Regions from separate parts of the Mus musculus genome. Here region 2 is linked to region 1. A link is a contact called in public HiChIP or PLAC-seq data. All regions are on one chromosome and are shown on one strand. The core of a region is the stretch at or near the end of the contact, and the rest is flanking DNA. Distances in the headings are between cores, read along the strand shown. Region 1 holds the start of Ttyh2 (tweety family member 2). Region 2 holds the start of Otop3 (otopetrin 3).

Region 1 (5,621 bases), core at 970-3,469:
GTTTTGTTTTTGTCCCCAGTTCATTTCTCAAAGGCTCCCTCTGGCTCCTAGGAGACTGACTTTGTCTGGCCTTGTGGTCTGCTGAAGGCACTTTTTCATGCAGCGCCTCCTACCCTGCCAATCCTGAGTCACTTAGGGTGTGCTTCTGCGGTCCAGGCTGGCTCCAGAGACTGAATAATGTCTTTGTGCCTTCAGGTGATGGGCTCACCAAGGCTGAGGGCCCAGCCTGCTCTTCAGTAGTACACTCCTGGTTGGCTTCCCTCACCTCTGCGTCAGCACACATCTGGAATGCCCTGGCACTGAGCTCTCCCTTGGTGGCCATGTATTTATTACTACTCCCTCTGACTCTGCACCAGGTTCAAAATTAACAGGGAAGTGAGCAGAGGCATCCTGGGGTCACTGAGGGCAGGTGTGCGGGACACCGGGCAGCACCTCCCTGCCCTCGGGATTCTGGCTAAGGCTGTATCTCTTGCCTGTGACTGAGGTTCAAGAGGGGCCTCTGGGAAGTTGCTTCACATTTCTCTGCTTGGCTACAGGGGTCTACATCAGGTCCTAAGGCTGAGGGCACCTAAGTCAGCCCTGTGCTTCAACTGCCCTCACTTCCCTTACAAGGTTCAGGCCAGCCTGGGCTACATTGTTCCAGGAAATCAGGACTATAGCAAGACCTGTCTTACTAGAAAAGACTGGGTGTAGGCCTATAAGTCTTAGCTGTACAGGGATGTGGGCTTTTCAAGTCCACAGAACATTTCCATCAACTCAGAAGCCGCTCCCCGACCCTGGCCACTGGGAAGCAGCCACAGCCCAGCCCGGCCCTTGCACTGCAGATCTTGGGGTTTCCTGACTGGATTCCCTTTCTCCCCTGCCCATTAGTCCCTCACCCCACAAGATTTCTACCCACCATGGAATCCTCTGGAGACATCAGCCTAACTGTTCCCTGTGGAGGCACCCCCCAAGCTAGCCACCCTCATGCCAGCTCAGGACAAAAGCACTGGACGTGTTTATAATCACCGAGGTTTAGAGCCTCCCCTCCCTACTAAACACGTGGAAAGACAGGAAACTGGAAAGAGACTTTGCTCATCACTAGGTGTCCTAGGCTCGGGAGGATTCCTAGACAATCCTGGACTAGCGAGACATCTGTGAGAACAAGGTGGGTTAGGGGGTTGATGGTGCCTCGGCTGTCCGGGGCAGATGTAGCAGCCAGGCTCTAGCAACTATAGAACAGAGCTGACTGTGAGAAGTCCTAGCGGCCAGGGAGCAGGGAAGCACTCCTAGCAAGGTTCTTTGATAGAGCAAGAGTGCCTGTTTTAGGGGCACCACAGCACCTAGTTAGAAATTCTCCCTGCCCTCTCTGGGGTCTCCTTTCCTTCCTCTGCCTGCAGCACTAAGCATCCTCCCTCCAGCTGGCTCCCCAGCGCTGTGCCCAACCAAGCCTGGCCCTGACTTGGCTCTCGAGTTTGCCACCTAACGTGTTGACTGGTACCTGCCCACCACCTACCTCCTGCTTAAGACCCTTGTGCAAGCCGGGCGGTGGTGGCGCACGCCTTTAATCCCAGCACTTGGGAGGCAGAGACAGGCGGATTTCTGAGTTCGAGGCCAGCCTGGTCTACAAAGTGAGTTCCAGGACAGCCAGGACTACAGAGAAACCCTGTCTCGAAAAACCAAAAAAAAAAAAAAAAAAAAAAAAAAAAAAAAGACCCTTGTGCTCCCAGCTTCAAGGCCAGGCTGCTCTACATAATGAGTTCCAGGACAGAAAGCATAGTGAGGCCCAGTCTGGGGAATAATTAATAATAATAATAGTAATAGTAGAATGAATTAGGGACTAGCCCAGCCTCCTAGGTAATGATTACTAATTATCCACTGGCTCTTTAGTCTTTTTTTCAAAATCTTGCCTTTTTTTTAAGATCAGGTCTCACATAGCCCAGGCTGGCCTCCAACTCATAACAGACCTGAGGAAGACCTTTGAATTCTTGATCCTTCTGCCTTACCATCCTAAGGCACGCACCATCAAACCTGGGCCACTATTCTGATGTTGATAGCAAGGATCAGGGCATGTTTTTGAGCCCAATTTCTGGAGTGGGTGTGTGTGTCCAGGAATTGGCTCAAGAGGAGGGGTGGGGCAGGGCCCGAGGTGGGGGCGGGACCTGAGCAGAGCCTCGTGCATGGTGGGGCGTGTCCTCGCCTAGGGCTGGATATGGGGCGGGGTTTAGGCGAGGCGGGGCCGGGTCGCTTCCGAGCCGGGTAGTGGTGGTAGCGGCGTTGGCAGGGGCAGTGGACCCGCTGCAGCTTGTGCAAGCCATGCCGGCGGCGCGAGTGGAGTACATCGCGCCCTGGTGGGTCGTGTGGCTGCACAGCGTTCCGCACCTCGGCCTGCGCCTGCAGCGAGTAGACAGCACCTTCAGCCCCGGCGACGAAACTTACCAGGAGGTAAGCCCATGAGCCGAGCCACGGAGAGGGACCCTTAGAGTGAGAGCCAGAGCCGGCCTGCGCTCGCCCAGGTCCCACTCCTTTCTCTCTTGCCTCGGCATCCCGCGCTCTCCGCGCTTCTCAGACCCCCTTGGTCCCCATTTGGGCCCTCTCAGCTCTCCCGGGTTCCTTGGCCGGGACGCTCGACCTAGCTGGAAATCTCGGAGTTGGTAAAGCTGGAAACACTGGGGAAGAAGAGGAAGGACGCGGAGGCTGCGCTCGGGTGGCGGGGGCTGAGCCTTCCAAAGACTTACAGTGGGGGTGGGGCATCTGAATCGGCGTGACTGGCGGCCGAGGTGTGTGGGTGCTTAGAGGTGCTGCAAAGTTCCCCTTCTGAGACTCCCGACACCAGACGATTTCTCTCCCGGCCCTGATGGCCTGAGAAAAAGTTTAGGCAGAAACCGACTTGAGTCTCCGGAGTCCTTTGCGCTCCTTTCCCCAGCCCCAGCCCCAGCCTGAAGGGTAGCAGCCACTGCCAATACCTCTGCCTTGGCTTCTTCACAAAGGCTGCGGGGCTGAAAGAAGCGGCGTGGGTGACTAATCTCTTGGATGCCAAAACCCCACAGCTGTTGGAGTCCAGGATGGAAGGTGGCTTCAGATCCACCCCGTCTCGCACCACGTCCAGCATCTACCCCGTCTGTTCTGGTGTTCCTTCCCTATAAACTTCTAGGCTCTGAAATTCTGAGGTCTTGGTTCCCGGGCCAGCTACCCTCCTTATCTTTATACTTCTTAACTGTCCCTGATGAAGGGGGACGTTCCCTTGCGGGTTTGGAGGTCAGGTCCAGGCTTCTGACCTCCTTTCCAGACCCTGCAACGGTCTCTCAGCAGATCTCAGCCGCGGTTAAACCCACGGCGGCCTCTGCGGCCCGGCTGAGTCAGTTCCCTCTGCTGGGTCAAAGATTCAGGGGCTGAGGCGACTTGGGAGGAGGCCCATTATTAGTTCAGAGCACTGTGCTCATGTTGGACTTTGACCTGCAGTGGTTGGCACGGTGTCCTAATCTCCATAGTGGGGCATCTGGCTGAGCAGGGCTTCTCTAGACTGCCCAGGAGTGGCTTCTTGTCCTCCCAGATTGTCCTCGTTCTGAGGCCAGGGGCTCCCGAACCGTGTGCTGTGCTCTGCCCAAGAAGAGCCAGTACCCCAGAGTCTAATTATAACTTTCAATGGCTCTACTACTTGCGGGCTTGGGCTGTTGGTTTCTGTTCTTCTGGGAGGATGGGACCCCCTTTGTGCTACTGGAGGCACTGTCAGCCCTAGGCACTGCAGCCGCCCCCGCCCCCCCCCACCCCCGACCCCCCTCGCCCCCCCAGTCTTGTCTGGCCCTGGAAGGAAGACTTGTTCCCTGAGGCCTGGTGGCTACTGGCAAAGCACCAGGGAGTCTTCCTTCAGCTAATGCTTAAAAGGGGACGGATATGGTTTCCGAACAGCTGTGTTGGGGGTGTGGAGAGAGCCCTGGGTCCCAACCATATTTTCTCCTCTCTCCTGGAAGAAATCTAGCCCCTCAGCTGGGTCAAGGGACCTCTGGCTTGGAAGGGGTTGACTCGGGCTCTCCCTCACCCCCACAGCCTGAGCCTGACCCCACCCACCCCAGTCTAGGGATAGGCAGGTGTGTGGTGCTGGTGAGTCCCACTCATGGTCCTTGCTCCCAGGGTCCTGACCCCCAAACCTTTTGCTCCAGTTCTTTCCCAGGACAACTGCGCCTGCCCCGCCCCTGCCCCCATCCTAGTTCAGCTAGTAATAGCAAAGCCCTGGGAGATGAATGTGGTGGGTCTTAATGGCTGTCTAGCATTGGGTGTTACTTAATTAAAGCTACTCCTAGTTCGTTAAGTCTCCGTGTTGTCTGACCAGGGGTCTCTTTCCACCTGAGCAGCTGGTTAGTTCACAAGGTCGCCTTCTGTTGGAAGTGGTCTTGGTCCTCTGCAAACTTAATTTGGGACTGAGTGTTGTGCTAGGGCCTGGGTGGCATACAACAAGGGTAGCAGTGGCTGAGGTGTTTCTGAGGTGAGGATTGTCTGAGGCAGGGGCATTGCCCTTCCACTGGTGGAGTTGAGTTCCAGTCCTATGGGTGTGTGGCCACAGGCAGATGGAAATTTTTCTCTCATCTCTGTGTATCCATCCCATGAGTTATTCTGCTGAGCATTCACAGTAAGGACAATACAGGACCCATTGATGCCATCATTAGACAAATGACCCTGAGATGATGGGTGTCTAACTAAGGACAGGGCCCTGTAAAATAGAGAGGAAGAGAGCCGAAGACCCTGAGCAGGGGGGAAACTGAAAAATGCATTCGAAAGTCACAAACAAAGTGGACTTTAAGGCGTGTGTGTGTGTGTGTGTGTGTGTGTGTGTGTGTGTGTGTTTGTGTGTTTGTGTGTGCCGGGCAGTGGTGGCGCACACCTTTAATCCCAGCACTTAGGAGGCAGAGGCAGGCGGATTTCTGAGTTCGAGGCCAGCCTGGTCTACAGAGTGAGTTCCAGGATAGCCAGGGCTACACAGAGAAACCCTGTCTCGAAAAACAAAAAAACAAAAACAAAACAAGGGTGTGTGTGCGTGTGTGCGTGCATATATGTGTGAATGCATGTGTGTATGTATGTGTACATTTGCACGGATGAGTGTACTCCCCTGTGTGTGTGTGTGTGTATGTGTGTGTGTGTGTGTGTGTGTGTGTATGCACACAGCCACATGCACAGGTGTAGATATGTACCTATAGCCTTGTAAATAGGCAGTCAGGCTCCAGGAATTGTGGGACTGTGAAAGGCACCTTAGCTCAACTGGGAACCAGGGTGCCTTTCAAGGTCCCACAAAGAACGACAGCTCTGTGCTTGGGACCTAGAAAGCAGAGCAGGGCTTAGAAGAGCTGACTACCTGGTAAGCACATGCAGTGAGCCAGGACTTCCCTGAGTAAGAAGGACCTACATTGCTTCCTGAGATTTTCTTAGGCCAGTGGAGGCCAGAAGAGGAGGTTGGATGCCCTGGAATTGGAGTTACAGACGAGATTGTGAGCCACCCTGTAGGTTTTAGACAGTGATCCCTAGTCCTGGGCTTAGAGCAGGAAGTGCTCTTAATTGTAGAGCCATCTTGCCAGCCCTTAAGTTTGAGGTTTTGTTTTTTCTGTTTTTGTTGTTTGTTTGAGACAGGGTTTTATGTAGCCCAGGCTGCC
Region 2 (5,987 bases), core at 2,065-4,564, 660 kb after region 1:
AGGGACAGGGAGTAAGTACCAGAGGAGGGTTGGAGCGGGGCAGCCTTAGGCTTGACTGGCTCTAGTCTACCACTAGCACTGAAGCACACATATGCCCAGCTCCTTCAGCATATATATCAATTTCTTACATCACCTATTAAAGCTCCCATCGGACAGGGAGGCCAGGATAAGAGGGTGGGAAGAGTGACTTCAGGTGGATCCCCTGCCGAGGAATGGGCCAGTTTAGTTAGACACACTTCCTCTGCTCCACAATGCTGGAGGTCAGCTCTGGGTGACACTCAGTCCCGGGTGGTTGCCAAACTAGAAGGCTAGATGTGATCCCGTTCTTTCCTGCTCAGCCAAGCTCACACAAGTCACAAGCAGGCTCCTGATGTATGCCTCCCCCCCCCCCCCCACAGCTGTGGATCATGCCTGCCTTTGGCGCTCGCCCGCACTTCAGCAATACCGTGGAGGTGGACTTTTACGGTTACTCCCTCTGGGCGGCCATCGTCAACATCTGCCTACCTTTTGGCATCTTCTACCGAATGCACGCTGTCTCCAGTCTACTGGAGGTCTATGTACTGTCCTGAAGCTCCACAGAGAGACAGAGCAGAGGAACTCCAGCACCTGGAAGTGAATCAGGCTGGCACTAGCTCCCTGCCTGCCCCAGACTAGAATTTTCACTAAAGTTTATTTTTCCAGGATGAGTTTTTAAAGTCAAAATCAAGACATACCCATTTATTCCTGCATGACCCTGGAGCCTCGGGAGACGGAGGCAGGGAAACTGTTCCCTGCAGAATCCCCTAGGACCAGACAGGATCAGGAAATACCATCTCTGACTCTATCTCTAATTCCAGCCACATGGCCTGTGTACTCTCTGGAGATGAGACCAATAAACCTGCAAGCAATCCCTTTGTCCCCTCTTCTTGTCTCAGCCTCACCTGGAATGATGGCAGGAGGTCTGCGCTTGTTCGGGGTTGTTTTCAGACATCCACCTTTTCAGTGGGTGAGCTGAGCTGAGTGTCCTCAGCAGGCTTTCTAAACAGTGGATAGCAAGGTGACTGGGAGGGACCAGCAAGTGCCTCCCAAAAAGATGAATGTGATCATCTTTCTTATGGTGCAGGAAAGTTAGGGAGGATTGAGTTCATCTGATGCCCATGCTTTACAAAGACGGAAACGGAGGCTTGTGGATATAAAGAACCAACGCCTTTCTACCAACAACAGTAATTCGTCAGCTGTGTGTGTATGCCTGTGCACTTGCACATATGTGTAGTGGGTGTAGAGGTCAGAGGTCAACCCCAGGAGCTCTCCATGTTGTTCTCCCCCCTTTTGGGGTGTGTGTGTGTGTGTGTGTGTGTGTGTTCACGTGCATGCATGAGTGACAGCACATCTATGAGAGCATGTGGCTGCATCCTATTATTCCTTGAAACTCAGAGCTCACTCACGTGGCTAATCTTAGTAGCCCACTAACTCTGGGGATTCTATCTCTGCCCTCTAAGGCTAGACTAACAAGAGTGGCCACAGCCAGGGGACATTCGTCATTTGTGGGCGTTCTGCAGATCTGCCTGGGTGCTTTAACCCGCGAGCCGGCATTGCATTTGCCTGCATGTATGCCATCAGATCCTGTGGGACTAGAGCTACAAACAGTCCTGAACCAGCATGTGGGTCCTCTGGAAGAACAGCCAGTGCTCTTCACTGCTGAGCCACCTCTCCAGTTCCCATCATTTAAGACAGGGTTCCACCTGTTCCTCCTCCTGGCCCTTGTGTTAGAAGTGTGCTGCTGCGCCCAGCTTTCCACGTGGGGCTGAGAGCAGCCGCAGGCCTTCACACCTGTGTGGCAATCGGAGGATGACTGAGCTCGCCCCAATCCCTCAAACTTTTTTTTTTTAAATGAGCAGCAGAGGCTTTTGTTGTTGTTTTGGTTTGATTGATACATAGCAATTGTGGCATTTTTAGATCTGGGTACTGGCATATTGGTCACCTCAGACAGAGACTGTGGTGTTTGTGTGTTGGGAACATTCAAGGTCTCCTCTCCTTGCCATTGAGAAATACACAATGGATTGTTGCCAGCCATTATTACCCTCCTGTGCTATAGAATCACAGGAGGTAATCCTCCTGCCCGACTGAGCCTAACCCCATTAACCCTAAGCAGCAGTTTTCCTTCTCAGGAATGTGAGGGTCATGAGTATCACAGGAACATACTGTAGGAATAAGCAGGTGCCCCCAGCTTAACAGGAGCTGGGAGAGTCCTTACCTCCCTGGGCTCAGCTTGGGGTCCTAGAGGATGCTCTCCAAAGCCACAAGACTTCTGCACGGCCACAGCTGTGTACTGAGACGGAGGGAGGTGGGAGTAACACCAAAAGCTAGAGGGGTCAGAGTTGGTTTTGTGTTACATCGAGGTGGTTTTTTGTTTTTTTGTTTTTGAGACAGGGTCTCATGGAGGGCAGCTGGCTTCTGACTCCCTGTGTAGCCAAGGATGACCTTTAACTCCAGATGGCCATGCCCCACCCAAGTACCGGGATTGCTAGGGTGCATTGCTAAGCTTGTTTTGTTTATTTAAAATTTTTAAATTATATTTTAATGTGGTGCGTGCGTGTGCGTAGTGTATCAGTGGAAGTCAAAGGACAACCTGCAGCATCAATTCTCTCCCTTCACCTTATGGGTCCCAGGGATGGAACCCAGGTCATCAGGCTTGTTGGGTGCCTTTACACATCTCACAGGCCCGGGAGATTGGACGGAACCAGAAGGGAGGGAGAGCCAGGTGGGAGTGATGACATTTGGGGGTGAGAACAGGAGACATCGGCAAGAAGTCCATGATCTTTAAGGCTGTAAAGACTGATGGGGATATAAGGGAGAGAAAAAGGGGAGCCAAGAAGCAGACGACCAGAGAAGGTCCTGAGGACTACCTCCTCCCGTTCTGCCCCTGCCCCCCAAATCCTTAAACACCATCTCCCACCTTGGGTGTCTCCCACTCCAACTTCAGTTTCAATGTAAGACCAGGAGATGATTCTGAGAAGCCGCTTTGGTGCTCAATCAGCTAGACAGGGTGTAGAAAATATGTGACCTGGACCCGGAGAAGAGAGGTTCCCATTCACAGCTCAGCCGCCACAGGCAAGTATGGACTGAAGCCAGCTCGCTCTCTGTTCGGACCTGACGACTAGGCACCCCATTCCACTTGGGGGGCTGCCCCCACCCAGACCCTGCAGCCGGCGTCCGCCACGCCTCCTGCCACGCCCTCCCGCCTCTCTGCCTCGTCATTGGCTTCACGACTTGTGCCCGAGCCCCCACGGAGTAATTAACGAGGGATTAATGAGATTCCCAATGTCAACAGAAAAATCGATGGGCCTTGGAGCCCGAGCGGCGACTGCGCAGTCTCGCGGGGGGGTCGGAGGGAGGAAAGGGCGTCGAGGCATCTGTCTCAAGGCACCTGGGACCTTACCAAGACGGAGGATCCGCGCTGCAACCCAAGAGGTGGGGAGCCCGCGACCATGGCTTCGCAGACTTCAGGTAGGATTCCTTAGCTTGAGCTGGGATCTCCACCACCCCCTCCCCCCCCACCCCGAGCGCCCGAGGACAGCTGACTGAACCTTTCCTGGAAGCCCATCCTCACACTCACTGCTCCAAAGTGGGGGTTCATGAGTCAGGCGCTCCAAGGATTGGACAGGGCAGAGTGAGTGGGACGACCCTAAGCTCTTCCCTCTGTGTCACCCCAACTCTGGCTCTGCGCCTACATCCTTCTCCCTACCTCACCCCTGGGTTCAAGGGTCCTCACAGCTCAAAGAGGGTGCCCAGGCCTGAACGAAGTCAGAAACCTGGATATATAGTTGGCTAAAAGAATACTCAAGCTGCCTAGGCCTCCCCCAACCTGTTGCTCTGAACAAAATCCCGAAGTTTCCCTGCCAGTGCTTTGCAGCCTCCCTCGGAGCACCGGTCCCATGGCCCCGACGGTTCATCTCCTTTCTCATCTCCTTTCGTTGGCTGCCTCTGAACGCAGCCCATAAACCAGTTTGGTGTCTAGGACTTCTCTTGAACTGGCATCGTGCCAAGAGGCGTGCCAAGGGTGGCAGAGTTCTAGTTGGTTCCAAGTGCGTTCGTTCTAGCTCTTTTTTTCTGGACCCCTTGATGCTCACCCTAACACCTAGCATTGGCCCCCTTGATAACCGCTGGTAGAGCACTGAACCAAGGAACAGGGGAAACCACCAGAGTGCCCTTTGAAGGGAGAGGACCTGGAACTCGGTTCTCCACTGTCTCCACACTTCCAGTTCCCAAGGCCTGCAGTCTGAGCGAAAACTCCAACCCTTTAGTCCCTCTAGGATCTTGATCTATAGGAAGGTTCATGCACTTCTATCGGGCATGGCTCTTCGTGTATGTTCATGCATCAAATCGCTAAAGTCTGACAAAACTCTTGAGGGTAGGTATCATGTATCCATTCTTTTATTTATTCATTCAATAACTTGTCGGGCTGGAGATACAGCTCAGCGGTACTGCACTGGTCTAACATTCACAGAGTTGGGGTGAAGGGGGAGGTCGGGGGAGGGGATGTCGGGATGGGAACTAGATGGAGTGTGAGGGGGTGAAACAGAGAGAACCAGGCATTAGTGTTCCATAGTTGCTCATCCACTTCACTGAAAGGACTACAAAGGATCCAGACTACAAAAACTAAGTAGCTTAGCCAAGATCACAGAGATGCTAAATGCCATCTGGGCTCTTGATCAGTAGGGGGTGGGGAAGGAAGGACAGAATGTGAGGAGGAGGAGGTGGAGCCACCAGAGCTGGCAGAAAAGGGGCAGGGAGGTGTCCTGGGAGCTTTACCTTGCTCAACCTGGGTGAGGGATGCAAAAGATAACCATCTGGAACGCCTCCTCAGCTGCAGAAAGATGGAACGGGTTAATGAGCAGGGTATCTGTCCGCAGCTCTGGTGCTGAAATCCCCCCAGGAACAGCCAGAGTCCAGGGTACGCTTTTGGTGGGCTTTAGGGCTGTGCTAGACTTGGAGAGTGGAGTGGAGTAGAATCTCATCTCTGCCCAGAGGCATCCAGATCTTGAGAGGACCAGCCTACGATGGTGCACAGTCACACTCAGCAGAGGGGTGGCCCACCAAAGTAGCCACGAGTCTGCTTGGACAGAGGGAAGGCTGCCATATGAAGAGGCTTGGTGAGAATCATTGGTAGCAGCGGGCAGGCAAGAGAGAAAGAACAGCAGAAAGAGCCCAGAGACCACGTGGGAAACATGGAATCTTCTATCTGGGTCTGAATGGATATGAGGACCCTGGGGTGTGGCCAGGGGCTGGACAGGGAGGAGGTAGGCTGGGTCCACGGATGACAACATGGCTTAGCAAAGGAGAGAAAGTTGTTTTTACTATCTTGAAGCAGTTCCAAAGTTTAGTTCTTCACTGTCCCATAGACTGGAAGGTACATTTCTCAGGATCACCCAGGGAGCATGTTGAGAAATGGGCCGGAGAGGCTGTGGTTAGGGCCAGTGTGGTGAGGGTCTCCTACGAGTGTCTTGAGCAGTGGTTCTCAACGTGTGGGTCACGAATCCTTTGGGGGGAGTTGAATGGTCTTTCCACAGGGGTTGCCTAAGACCATCCGAAAACACAGATATTTACATTATGATTCATAACAGTAACAGAATCGCAGTTATGAAGTAGCAACCCAAGTAAATTTATGGTTGGGGATCACCCACACAACACGGGGAACTGTATTTAAGAGTGGCAGCATCAGGAAGGTTGAAAAGCGTTGGTCTTGAGGAACAAGCAGAACAAAGCTCCAGCAATGAAGATAGAGTATGCTGGACAATGCCGTGAGCAAGGGATGCTGGGAGTGGCAAGCAAAGACCCTCACCCAGCCTGAAGAACTGGCTGGAGTCACCAAAGAGCCAGAGGGTGGGAATCATATCAAAGGGTTAGGGTGTGTGCAAAGATAGGGAGGTGAGCATAGCAAGGGCATTCTGGGAACTATAGCAGGATGCTGCAGCCCATGGGGAGAGCAGCAGGGCCTGAGCTTGTGC

What was found. HiChIP or PLAC-seq counts read pairs in DNA pulled down with a chosen protein or histone mark.
Region 2: a contact with region 1 is called in an HNF4G HiChIP or PLAC-seq map of pancreatic cancer cells. The contact joins the promoter of Otop3 here to the promoter of Ttyh2 in region 1.

Annotation. Positions count from the first base shown.
Region 1 is chr11:114,673,249-114,678,869 of GRCm38.p6, forward strand. It overlaps Ttyh2 (tweety family member 2), which reads left to right and starts at 2,220. Exons shown (of 14, transcript NM_053273.2): 1 at 2,220-2,424. The coding sequence starts at 2,296.
Region 2 is chr11:115,331,417-115,337,403 of GRCm38.p6, forward strand. Otop3 (otopetrin 3) reads left to right here and starts at 3,315. Exons shown (of 7, transcript NM_001347647.1): 1 at 3,315-3,486. The coding sequence starts at 3,468. Otop2 (otopetrin 2) reads left to right here. Exons shown (of 8, transcript NM_001362400.1): 8 at 399-887. The coding sequence ends at 569. It also overlaps a transcript of Ush1g not described here.